Regions from separate parts of the Zea mays genome. Here regions 1 and 2 are each linked to region 3. Evidence: chromatin contacts called from public Hi-C data. All regions are on one chromosome and are shown on one strand. The core of a region is the stretch at or near the end of the contact, and the rest is flanking DNA. Distances in the headings are between cores, read along the strand shown. Region 1 holds the start of LOC103644833. Region 2 holds the start of LOC100272484 (Protein HAIKU1). Region 3 holds the start of LOC103637724.

Region 1 (4,018 bases), core at 144-2,643, 240 kb before region 3:
ATGTCCTTTGATCCAACAATGATTCCCTTAATGCCCACGCCATCTGTCCAGCTTCATCCCTAGGTATTTGTTCTCTTCTAGCATCACTATATGCTAAATCCATAATTGCCTTGTCCACAAAGAGTTTATGCTCTTTAGAATCTGCCCTCCTTTTTTTCCCTCTTGCATAGTCATTCAACATTACCTCCCTCACACGCTTTGGTACATTCAGGCATGACTTGCCATCTCCTGACAAACCAGCTAGATGGCATCTTAGACGGGTCTTACCTCCACTCTCCTTAGCACAACCGCAATAAGCACACTTGAATCCTTGTTTCTTCCACTTCTCACCATGACTCCATGGGTCATCAATAGAACCTTGTAGTTGTTTGCGAGTTCCTAGTAATATAAAAATAAACGACGTAAAGCAATAAACAAAGTTATGTGGCATGAAATTAATAATGTAATTCGGCATATGACTTTCCACTAGAAAACTAAAACTTCTATTGACATTTTACATGTGAGAACTCAATAGTGCTAATCTAATGCTAGAAAGCCTTACCATCGGTAGTAACCACCCATTCATAGGCTGCAGCAGATGATTCACCAATACATGGCTCTTTTCCCTTGCCCTCTACACTGCCTCCTTCCATCACAATCAAAACTATAAACAAGGCATTTCCATCAAAACCAAAACTTAAGCAAGACACTTTTAATTGTGTAGCTAACTATATTATTAAAACAAGTTATTTTCAATTTTGCAGCCGGACCTGGAGGTGAAGCAGTGGACGTAGTCACGCAGCAGATGCAGATGCAACGCAAGAGGGAGCACACGGGGAGATAGAGCAGAGGAGCGCGACGGTGGAGGGAAAGAGCAGAGGGGAGCAGAGGAGAGCGCGGGGGGAGAGAGCAGAGGAGCGTCGAGCGCGTCGCTGCCTCGCTGGTGAGTGGTGACAGAGCGGCAAGCGAGCAGGGAGCTGGTCACTGAGCGGCAAGCGGGCAGCGAGCGAGCAGCGGCAAGCGGACAGCGAGCGGGCAGCGAGCAGCGGCAAGCGGCCAGGGGAGAAGCGGGCGAGGTGGCGAGCAGAGGGAGAAGCGAGTGAGCAGCGGCAAGCGGCCAGGGGAGAAGCGAGCAGCGGCGAGCGAGACGGCGAGCAGAGGGAGAAGCGAGTGAGCAGCCGGGGAGAAGCGGGCGAACGGCGAGCGGCGAGCGGCGAGCGGGCACGCCGAGCAGCGCGCGAGCCGCGACGGCGCTAGCGCGCGAGACGGCGAGCGGGCGAGGTTGCGAGCTCGGCCGAGCAGAGGGGCCGCCGGCCGCCGCAGAGCCGCAGCCGTGACCGTGAGAGCCGCCGCCGCAGCAAATCGGGTGGGAGTGGGATGGGAAAGGTGGCTGGGAGGGAGAATGAGTTCGATTTAGGCCTCGTTCGTTTCTAGAGTATCAGCCCATTCCAGGCCTTGTTCCGGGTGGAACAAATGGGCCTGGTTTGGAATTTGATAGAACTTATTTCTATTGTTCGTTTCGGCCCGAATTGAAATGGAAACTGGCCCGGATTAAAATTTTCCTTCACCTTACGGCCCGGAACCAACCCTTGTGTGGTAACGTCCGGATCGAAGCCTGGCTCCACGCGACCGACGCAGCGGCGGCTCCACGCGACCGGCGCGATGGCGGCTTTGACGCGACCGGCACGGCGGCGGCGCACAGCCCCGACAACGACCCTCCCCGCTGCCTTCTCCACGGTGAGGATCTGCCTTCCCTCTCCTATCCTCTGCTCTCTCTGCCCCAAACTCTCGCCCTCGATCTCGCTCCTCTCCGCTCTCGCACCGCGTTGGTTTTGGCGTGTTCCATCTCCACTGGGAAGGCGCACTGGTGTACACCTGCGACGACCTCCTCACCAAGAACGCTGGCGCACTGGTGTTCCATCGCGTATGTTCCCCTGGATGCGCCGGACGCTGGCGGATAGGACGCTGGCAGAACAGCAGGGGATAGATTCATGTGTTTTCTTCAAATGGAATTTTGTTTTGTTTTGCGCATAGGCTTCTGATAGGACGCCGGACGCAGGCGTATGACCTCCTCACCAAGATTTTGCTTCGTAGCAGTTGTCTCGCGTCCATAGGCTTCTGATAAGCTTGGTCGTCTAAGTACTCGCTTGGCATTTTCATTTTGCCCTGTTGAATGTCCGTTGGAAGTCTGAACTGCTTGCGTCCACACAAAGCAAAATCTTATCAGATATTACATCCTGAATTCCATTTGAAGCAAAATCTTCTGAGCAAGATTTTGTCCATATCAGATATTACATCCTGAATTCCATGGTATTAAACAGCCGCTAAGCAAGTCTCAGGTTACAAAGGGAGAAAAAAAGAACATGGGTTTCTGTGTATCTGATCGAATACAATTCCAGCTGCAAAGCTTGCTCTGTTTCGCTGGAGACACCTGGTGAAAGCTAGCCTAGACTACGTGTGGTCCTGCACGCCAGTGCTAATGGAATCGATGCTAGTGACGGATCCAGAAATATATTCGTCAACAGCCTGAGCTTTCGGTGTGTAATAATAATCATGGTATTATTTGATTTAGTTCGTGTACACAATTTTTCCTATCAAATTTTATCAGTATATCCTTCCCAACGTGTTACTACTTACTACTATCGCTCTACAACTGAATTGCATTTTTATTTATGTGCCTAGATTCATGTGTTTTCTTCAAGAATTTAGTGTATACTTTATAATCATGTATGCCAGCTACTTATTTAAGTTGTTACATGTAGATCCCTACAACACCAATTATAGTTGGGGAAGGTGAACCTCCTCCCTCTTGGGATCCGGTACCAACTCCAAAAGGTATGCTGATTCTTTGTACATATATATGGTATACTTTAGTCCTTATTACTTGTACTTTTGAAATGATACATGATTTGCTTTAAGTCTATTTTATTATTTAACTTCTACCTGACAAAAAAAATATTCTTTAGTTCTACAATGAGTATCTCATTGCGGGATCGTATTAGAAAGAGGAGGGAAGAAGAAGATGATGACATGATGATATTTATTTTCCCCGCCTTATATCTGATGGGTTCTACTAGAGGTGGGGGACAAAAGAAGAAACGTCATACCTCAGATGAGACAGGCGAGGTTAAGGTTCGTCGACTGCTCGAGGGACATGTCAAGAACTGTCAAGTTACATTTCGGATGGAACCACACATCTTCAGAGAGCTTGCAACTTATCTTAGAAGGAGAAGGATCATTGTTGATACAAGGATCACGGTCGAGGAGAAGTTGGGGTTCTTCTTATACATGCTAAGTCGCAACGCCTCATATCAGGATCTCCAAGTGTATTTTGGGCACAGTAATGACACCTTCCATCATCACATCAACCACTTCTTCAATAAGGTCATTCCTGTCCTATCTCATCGCTTCATTCAGCCTCCTGATCCTAATCAAGTGCATCAAAAAATCCAAGATAATCCTAGATTCTATCCATTCTTCAAGAATTGTCTTGGTGCCATTGATGGAACTCACATTCCTATTTCCATATCTCCCGATAAACATTCTCCTTTTCGAAATCGGAAAGGAACACTAAGCATAAATGTGATGGTGGCATGTGATTTCGATCTCAATATCACTTTTGTTTCTAGTGGATGGGAGGGATCGGCCACAGATTCTAGAGTGCTAAGATCAGCTATGAGCAAGGGTTTCCAGGTACCTCCAGGAAAATTCTATCTAGTTGATGGAGGGTATGCAAATACTCCATCTTTTCTTGCTCCATACCGAGGAGCTCGGTACCACTTGAAGGAATTTGGGGCTGGACATCGAAGACCACAGAACCCGAAGGAGCTCTTCAACCATCGCCATGCACTTCTGAGGAACCATGTGGAAAGGGCTTTGGGGGTGCTTAAAAAGCGCTTCCCCATTCTCAAAGTTGCCACGTTCCACACACTGGAAAACCAAGTAAAGATACCTATAGCTGCTGCCATCTTTCACAATCTAATCCGATCACTTCATGGTGATGAGGATTGGTTAGATCATCAGCCGGATAATATTGATC
Region 2 (4,251 bases), core at 611-3,110, 150 kb after region 3:
TCGGCTCGATGATATTGCTGGGGAGACGTCAGAGTTATCCCTTGAACCAGCCATTGAGGGCCGATCTGATAGGTTTATATGCGAGTTCCCCAACGGAGTTGCCAAAAAGTGTGTTGGCGCCGATCCGGACGCCAATCACCCCGATGAGAATCGGCGGCGGTGCTCTCTGCGCAAGCGCGAACGGTCCGCGGCCAGCGCCGGACAGTCCACGACCTAGCACAGGGGCTGGTTTCCTGCCTGACGAGCCGGACGGTACACGCCTGATGACCGGACGGTCCACACGTGCGCAGGGGTGGCGGAGTTCGTCAACGGCGCCTAAATCTCGCTCCCGGGAGGGACCCGTCGGGAGGAGAAATCCTAGGCTTTGCCTTGGGATCGGCAGGCCGTCTAAGACGCCTCTAATTGACGTAGAGCCGGAGAGAGGTGAAGATTTAGAGAGAGGAATCTAAGTTACTGTCTACTCATAGAGCAAAAATGTACATAACTAGATGTATATTGATTGATTGATCGATTGTTGGTGTTTCAATCGGCCGTAGCCCTCCATATATATAGAGAGAGAGGTTCGGACCCGTTACAAACCGTCTCCCAAGCTAATTCCACGGATTTAGCTAACAAATCCCGCAAGAAATTTAGAACTCTAACTGGCTCTGCGCGCGCGAACGGTTCGTGCCATAACGGTGAACCATCCAGACCGCGGAGTGTCCGCATGATCAATTTGGTGCTCAACAATACTTAGGTCAATTTGGTGCTCAACGATACTAAGATCAATTTGGTTCTCAACGATACCAAGCGAGGAGAAGGTGGGCTGCTAGCATGCCGACATGCATGCTGCTAGCGCGACACACACTCGCCATGGAGGTAACAAGACAACATCAGAATTAATAATATTATTAGTCGAATAAAAGCAAAGTTTTTTATATTCTTTATAGTTTTTGAGATTTTGATTGTCTAACTGCCTATTTAATTAGATGATCAAATATAAATATATATATATATATATTTATTTGTGTCTAGAAAAATAGAGATTGAAGATATACTCTCTATAGCACGAGTTATAAAAAAATCTACTCAACATAAAAGTATAAACATATTTTTATTCAAAATTAATTTTTAGATAATGATTTAGAAAGTATAGACTCTCTGTTCCGAACCTTTATAGCCAATTGTTATCTCAAATAAGTTGTTAATTGATTTTAACTGGGTCAGAGCAACTACCAAATGTTTAAGAGGCATAACTATGAATTAGCTCGTACATTAGCTGATCTGCTAAAAAATAGCTAATTTTAGCTCCTAATCAGTACTATAAATTTTAGAGGTTTGGAAGAGACAAAATTTAGAATGAATGCAGGCCGGGCTAAAAGTCTCATCTTGAGCCCCACTGACAGTATTAATAAATACCTGATAAATGCGATGTGCCGTAGAGAATTCAGCGAATTGGTCAGCAACACCTCAGCATTGAGCATGCGGCAACGAAATCGTAGTCATGTAAACATTTCCGTAATACTCGCTGTTGCCTGTTGCTCATGGTCACTAACCTCCATCATCATCACGCCATAACTCATGGGTTGCTGCTGATAGTTACAGGAAAGTGCAGGGCAAAAGCTGGGTGAAGTTGAAGAAATGCAAAAAGTCCAGACACCAAAATACGTATTGCTGCGGAGCAAATGGAATCGTAGTGGACAAACGGAATTGCTGGCCGGCAGCTAGTCTGCCACTCGATCCATCGGCGGACGGCGGCAGTGGCCAGTGGGCAGCGGCAAAGACGCGAATCAACCGAGCTGGTCTCCCTCGCCCCTGAAGCAAAGCAACCTACTCCGCGCTCGCTCCTCCACTTGCTCCCCTCCTCTTCCGTGCTCGTCCCGTCCACCGCCCCCTCCCCCTCCGCTTACGCCACACCCAGCCCAATCAACTCGCCGCGGACCGCGCCCATGCCCTCATCTCCCTGCTCCTCCCAAAATTGACCACCCAATCAATCGGCTCCTAGTCCTCACCCCCGACCCGTTCCCATGGATCGCACCACCTCCAACAACAGCAGCAGTGCCAGTAGCACCACCTCCGCCGGCAGCCAGAACCCGCACCTCGGCGTCAACAAGCTCGGCCGCTCCATCCGCAAGGCCACGCCGCCGCCGCCCCCGCAGCCACAGCCCGCCGCAAACCGCCCTCCCCAGCCCCAGCCGCAGGTCTACAACATCAGCAAGAACCAGTTCCGCGACATCGTCCAGCAGCTCACCGCCGGTACCCCGTCCCCACCGCCGCCGCAGCACCACCACCAGCTCGCCCACCGCCCGCCGCAGCCGCAGCCCAAGACACCCTCCATGCGCCTCCAGAGGATCCGCCCGCCCCCCATCGCAACCCCCGTCGCCCGGCCCCCGCCCGTCCATCCCAACCACCACGCCGTCCCCCACAACCCTAACCACAACTACCCCGTCTTCCACCGTCCGCCGCCGCCGCAGCCCCAAGCACAGCACATGCCCGCTCCCGGCCCTGCCTGGGCTGATTCCCCAGTCTCAGCGTACATGCGCATCCTCGAGAACTCCCTCTTCAGCGCCACCCCACCGGGAGCCGCTGCCGCGGCGGCGGCGGCTGCAGCTGCAGCTGCGGGACAGCTGCCACACCCTCACCACCAGCCTTCACATCCTCATCCCCCGCCTGTACCGTCGCCTGGGATACTCCCTTCCCCAAGCAGCTTCCTCAACCTGCTCTCGCCCACGCCCAGGTCACCTTATCCGCTACTCTCGCCAGGGTTTCAGCACCCGCCGCCGCTCACGCCGAACTTCCCCGCGCTGTCTCCGTTGGCGGGGACCGGCATCCTTGGCCCAGGACCCATGCCGCCGCCGCCGTCGCCGGGTCTCTGGTTCCCGCAGTCGCCGTCTGGGCTCCTTTCTCCATCAGGCTTCTTGCCGAGCCTTAGCCCAAGGTGGAGAGATATATAGCAAGTCTGTGTTTTCCACAGCAGCTGCCCCTCTTGAGCAAGGCGGCCGTGTAACATTTGACGGTAGGGACGTAGCCACGGTGAGGTCGGTTGGGTCGTCCGCCGGATTTGGCTGGAGAAACACACAGGTGGGTTGTAACTTTGGACTCCCATATTTATTGCTGCTACTTACTGCTTCTGTGCTGTGGTTGATTAGTCGGTATGTAAAAGGAGATTTGTTATATATTTGTAATTGTATAACTGTGAAATATTTCAATTCATTCACTTCTCTTAGATGCAAATTCTGGACATGTTCTACTTTAGATTCTCGAGTGACTAGGCTTGGAAATCTGTAATTGTAAACCTGTAGTTCATGAAAGAGTAGCTCTTTCTGACAAATCTCAAACTGATGGGTATTGTTGGTCTGCCTGTTAAGGCATGGCATGTTCTTCTTATTCTTTTTTTCTCCTTTCCGTATTACTTATTGGTTGAGGAGCTTCCTGGACATTATCTGGTCAGAAAATCACCATCAAACAAATGTTGGTAGTTATCCCTATCATGAACTACTGAAGGGCTTAGTCTTTAAGATTGACACACTGTTCTTATGTTTATAAGTTACTAACTGTTCACAGGACCATACCATCCTGTGCTAATTGTGCCCGTATACATATGATACAAAGGTTGCTCTTTTGCTCATTTTGGCCGCGTGGCAGTAGCATCTTCTGATCTGATCACTAAATGGGTTATATGCAGTTCAACATGGTAATCGACATAAGCAGCACTTCTCGCAGGGACCACACTGTATACCTTTGGTTTCTGGATTTCAGATAGAAAATAAAATATTGTCCATGCCCATGTCAGTATATTAAAGGAAATATATTCGTATAGTTACAGTTGTACAGACTTTTGTATGGCATACTAGCTTGTTTTCTTTCTTACCTACATCTATATAAGGTTGCGCGACACCTTTATTGGGGACACATTCCTTTTATAGCAGCATATCTTTGAAATTTTCAGTGACATATAATTGTTTTGATTGATCTTTCATCAAGTGGTGTCCTTTGATGCGCACTATGCTTGGAGTCCCCAAAGTTCAAGTGCTTTTCCTAGTGGGAACTCTCAGGCTATCTGAATTGTCTTCTGGGTTATGATGAACACTATGCCATGTGTTCCAGAGAAAAAAAAATGTGTTTCCAACTGGGACTTCTCATGCTGTGTATATCATTTTGTGTGGCATATTATACTTTGTCTGTGTCCTCTGTTTAGAATTAATATATGAAATGTTCTACTGGACCCCCTTGGTATCCAGTGCTAAAGAGGGAGTGATCCAATGATGGCCC
Region 3 (4,392 bases), core at 925-3,424:
TCAAGAATACTTTGGAGGCGTGGTCGTGGAGTTGTAGTGTGCTCAAAGTATGCTTGGTGTTCTGCTCTATACGTCTAGTGGTCCCTTTTATAGTCACAAGGAGCCTAGGAGCCATTGAAATCCCATTTGGAAGGCCCTGGTTGCCTTTTGTCTGTGGGTGCACCGAACAACCACTGTACAACAGCCACAAAATCACCTGATTGGCTGCCTACCTTTTTCGGTGTGCCACCGGACTGAGCCTTCCTGACCGTTTCTTGCTGATATGGCCGGCGCTAATCGCGTGGCCGACTGTTGGCGTGGGCAAAGAGTCGTTGCTCGTATGGCGCACCGGACATGTCCGGTGCGCACCAAACTGTCCGATCATTTTTAGCTAGTGAGCCTTGGCATTTTTCAAAGAGCGGCAAGTTGGGCCAGCCGACCAGGCCAGCACCGGACATGTTCGGTGTTGCCTAGTCTGGCCCAACTTCTCCTGTCTTGAGCCAAAACTTCTTCCCTTCTTTTTAGCGTGCCTTGAGAAGTTTCGTAGCACTTAGATGGATATTGTTAGCACCTAAAACAATTGACTAAGTGATATAAACATATCTTTATCACTTTGATTTATAGAGGTTTACAATATGTTCATTCTCAAACACAAAAGTCTTTTCTTTTTTTTCTCAATCATTTGGACTTGATTGTTTCAATTTACTTTCTAAACACTTGTGCTCATGCTTATATAAGGAGTATTAATTCACAGTGGTGTATTGAGCAGTTAATCACCAAAACACTTAGCTAAAAAACATATTTCCCTTTCACATCCACCTCTCGTTCTTGTGGTGACGTTGCCGGCGGCGAGGACCTAGAGGTCGTAGAGCTCTACGGTGTGCGCGGACGCGATTGCGGCGGCGTCCCGGAGTCCCCCGCGGCGATGTGGTCGGCGGCACCCGCAGTGTTCTCGAAGGCCTCGCGGGCCATGTTGAGGTGATGGTGTTGAGCGTGAGCTTGCATTGCGCAAGAGCCTGCGGGTGGGAGATAACCGGTGATCACTAATCAGCTCCTGTTGCACCCCGGGGAGCGCGAGGAGGCAGTGGTGGACGGGGAGCTGGACCTCCCCGACTATGTGGAGGCGGTGGCAGAGGAGGTCGTAGTTGCGGTGGATGCTGCGGCCGAGGGAGTTCTCGACGGGGAGCACGGCGCAAGCAACTAAATCACTCTCATGCAGGAGCTTGCTAGTAGATAACAGACATCGTTTAAAAGCGAATATGCAGAGATGATCTAGGCACATATGCCCCTGTAAACTATTATCGAGATAAATAAAGTTTTGTCCTCTAGAAGCTCTTTGCATTGTTCTTGCCTAGGTTCAGTTCTGTATTTTTGCCAGAATTTGCCTTCTTTGGTTGAGTTCAAACTAATCTGTCTTATCAGGTTCTCAAATGCATCAGGTTTCAGGCTCACACATACATCAGGTCTCAAATGCAAAGTTTCAGATAATGATCATAGTCTTAGGTTCAGAACTGAGATTAACTAAAGACTACTCCTGACCATCTATTGGCCTGCAAACCGAGATTGACAGTGCAAATCCATTACTTCCAGTAATTGATTGTTTCTGTCTGCATTAAATTCTCATATGATTCAGTAAAATCATATAAATTCCACTTCGAATAAAACCTTGTGCATTAATAACATGACAAGTCTTAAATAATTAAGCTAAAAACCGCAACGAAATAGTTAGAATGAAGCAAATAAAACGATCCAGAGCACGGCGATCCAGAGCTCAAATGGATCGCAGGGGATAGCGTCGCAGCGGGTAGTCCTTGGCATAGCTGTAGGCGCCCGGGATGCCCTGATACGCCACGCGGAGCTGCTACCCTTCATGGGCGCCGGGGACAAGATGAACAAACGATGGGAAGAGGAACTTCGAGGCTAAGAACTCACCTGAAAATGTCTGCGGTGACGGCCGCTAATGGTGACGTCTCTGGCTTATTAAATCCGAGTTGAAGATGACAAGACGTGTGAGCTTGTCTATTTGGATGACTTTAAGCGTGTCTTGTCTCCATTTAGGTGAAGCACTCGCCTCTCTGTCTATACGAGCGAAGCCTGTTTTACCGCTTTCCATAATCGCAAAAATCTCCTACACGACCAAAAGAAAGTCGTCGTTGCACCTACACGGCAAGGTAGAGTGTGGGTGCTGCATGCCCAATCCACCAGCATCAACCACGCAACGGCTAGTACGGAGGGAGAGGGGGGCAAGCAGCGAGCAGTGCCGTCTCCTCGTCCGTTCCCTGAGGCTGAGAGCCTGAGACAACGGTCATATTACCGTTGTCCTGCCACAATTCCAACTTTTTAAACCTGCCGCAGGGCCTTCGCCGTCTCCCCCAGCTCTCTCTCCCGCTCCTTCGCCCTCGCACGTCGTTTCTTTCCTCGCGAGCGACGCGCGCTTCTCACCCGCATCGCCGATGGAGACGCCGCTGTCCACCAGGAGGATCACCCGCTCGCTGGCCGCCGCATCCGCCCGTGAGTTCTCTTCTCCTCCCGCGCCTCGCCTCTCTGTTTCTTGATCGCTGGATCGATCGATTCTTCAGTACCTACGCGTTTCTTGGACGTGTTTCCTGACGGACGCCCACCTTTGGTTCCCCGCAGAGAAGAGCGCCGCCGCAGGGATGGACTCCGCCGCCCTCTTCTCCCTGTCCAAGAACGCCGTCGCGGGGGAGACACACGCACAGACGCGCGCGGCCCTTCACGACATCACCAACGACTCCCCCGTCGTCGGCCTCGCCGCGGGCAGCCTCCACGCCACCGACACCACCCCCGCCAAGACCCGCCGCAGGGCCCCGCGCTGCACGCCAGGCTCCGGGGAGGCGCTCCTGCGCGGCCAGGTCAAGGCGCTCCTGCACAAGGTCGACGAGGAGCAGGGCTGCGCCGCCGCCGGCGCCCTCGTCAGGCCCAAGCGCATCCAGGCGCTGCTCGGGGTCTCCAGGTCCCCGGCCCAGCTTCTTGCGCCCACGCCGGCCAACACGCCGCAGATCGGCCCCGTCTCCGCGCCCAGGGAAGGCGTCGGGCTGCATGACGGCGCCACCGTCGTGCCCTGCGTCCTCGACGAAGAGGAACTGCTGATTCCTAAGCTTCAGGTAATGTAATTGTCAATTAGCAATGAATGGCCCCCCTAGTATGAAATCTTCCTACTCATCGAGGACGAATAGTCTGCAATTCGACATGTGCCTTGTACACGTTTGATTCACCGTTTCTGTTCCGAGTAGTGGGGTTTCCAATTTCAGTCTGGAACGTACCATTTCATCTAGTATCTTCATTTGTTAACCTTCTTTAATTTATTCATGTCCATGTTAGTTTATTTGCAATTCTGCGGTACTTGTCGCATAATAAGTTTTGACCTTGGTGTGTAGGTCATTGCAGGTTCCATCCCTCCACCTCAGCCAGAGGAGAAGTTGGGCGAGTGCCAGCTGAACCGTGCGCTGGTGTTCGACGACTCCCCGGACAATTCCGACGAGTCCAGCGGATCAGCCGTCCCATCATCCGTCTCCCTCCAGGAGGGCAGCGCCGGGAAGACATCGTCACCTGAGGAGGGTGACAGCTCCTCAGCCTGGTCCACTCAGGTCCATGCCAGCTCCGAGAAGGGCGATCAAGAAGAGCTGGACGTGGAGGAGCTGGCGGCAGATTACACTGAAGAAGAGGAGGAGTTCGAGGAGGAGGATGACTGGGAAGAAGACAGCGATGACGGCTGCTACGATGATCTGTGCGATGAGATGAGCCGGATGACCGTGTTGGATGAAGGGGAGAAGAAGACCGGGCTGCCGCAGTTCGAGGGGAAGCACACCAGGTTCATCTACAACAGTGACGACGAGATCGAGCGGGAGGAGGTGGCCGATGCGGCTGAAGCTAGGGCGGAGCTCGGCGCACTGATGCTCAGGGGGCTGCCGGTGCCGGAGGGGAGGCACCTACGCTTCCACGACGACGAGGATGACGAGGAATAAGAATGTTCAGATTGGGTATCGGCAGTGGTTGTCTTTCCCTGACACCAGCCAGCCAAAATTCATCATGGGAGCTTTGTTTCTACAATCGGGTACAGGGAGCAAATAGCTCTTTTGCCAATTCACAACTCAACTCTTCTGAAATGAAACATAGTACTATTTCCTGGTTACTTAGGTCTTGTTTGGTTATTTCAATGTCACGTGGATTAATGTGTATTAAAATAAATTGAGATGTATTTGCTATGGATTTAAATCGACTAAATATCACTCAATCTACATATAGATTAATAGTGAAACGAACAACCCGATATAAAAACCAATTTTGGCAAAAAACCATTTCTTTTGACGTTTGTGTCGCGTTAAACTCACCCAATTCTTTTGACGTTTGTGTCCGTCATTGCATTGCGCTGCCTGGTGCAATCAGTTTAGC

The links. Hi-C and Micro-C count contacts between places; a contact is called where the count stands out from the background.
Region 1: a contact with region 3 is called in a Hi-C map of leaf, with 4 times the contacts expected there. The contact joins the promoter of LOC103644833 here to the promoter of LOC103637724 in region 3. A contact is called at or near these places in 3 of 25 Hi-C or Micro-C datasets (ear, leaf and tassel).
Region 2: a Hi-C map of leaf shows a contact between it and region 3, with 5 times the contacts expected there. The contact joins the promoter of LOC100272484 here to the promoter of LOC103637724 in region 3. A contact is called at or near these places in 9 of 25 Hi-C or Micro-C datasets (bundle sheath, ear, endosperm and 4 more).

Annotation. Positions count from the first base shown.
Region 1 is chr1:105,023,232-105,027,249 of Zm-B73-REFERENCE-NAM-5.0, reverse strand. LOC103644833 reads left to right here and starts at 1,393. Exons shown (of 7, transcript XM_008667989.3): 1 at 1,393-1,716; 2 at 2,742-2,814. The coding sequence starts at 1,642.
Region 2 is chr1:104,632,825-104,637,075 of Zm-B73-REFERENCE-NAM-5.0, reverse strand. It overlaps LOC100272484 (Protein HAIKU1), which reads left to right and starts at 1,860. Exons shown (of 1, transcript NM_001146955.1): 1 at 1,860-3,191. The coding sequence starts at 2,007. The coding sequence ends at 2,933.
Region 3 is chr1:104,780,707-104,785,098 of Zm-B73-REFERENCE-NAM-5.0, reverse strand. LOC103637724 reads left to right here and starts at 2,174. Exons shown (of 3, transcript XM_008660479.4): 1 at 2,174-2,490; 2 at 2,617-3,104; 3 at 3,378-4,242. The coding sequence starts at 2,433. The coding sequence ends at 3,965.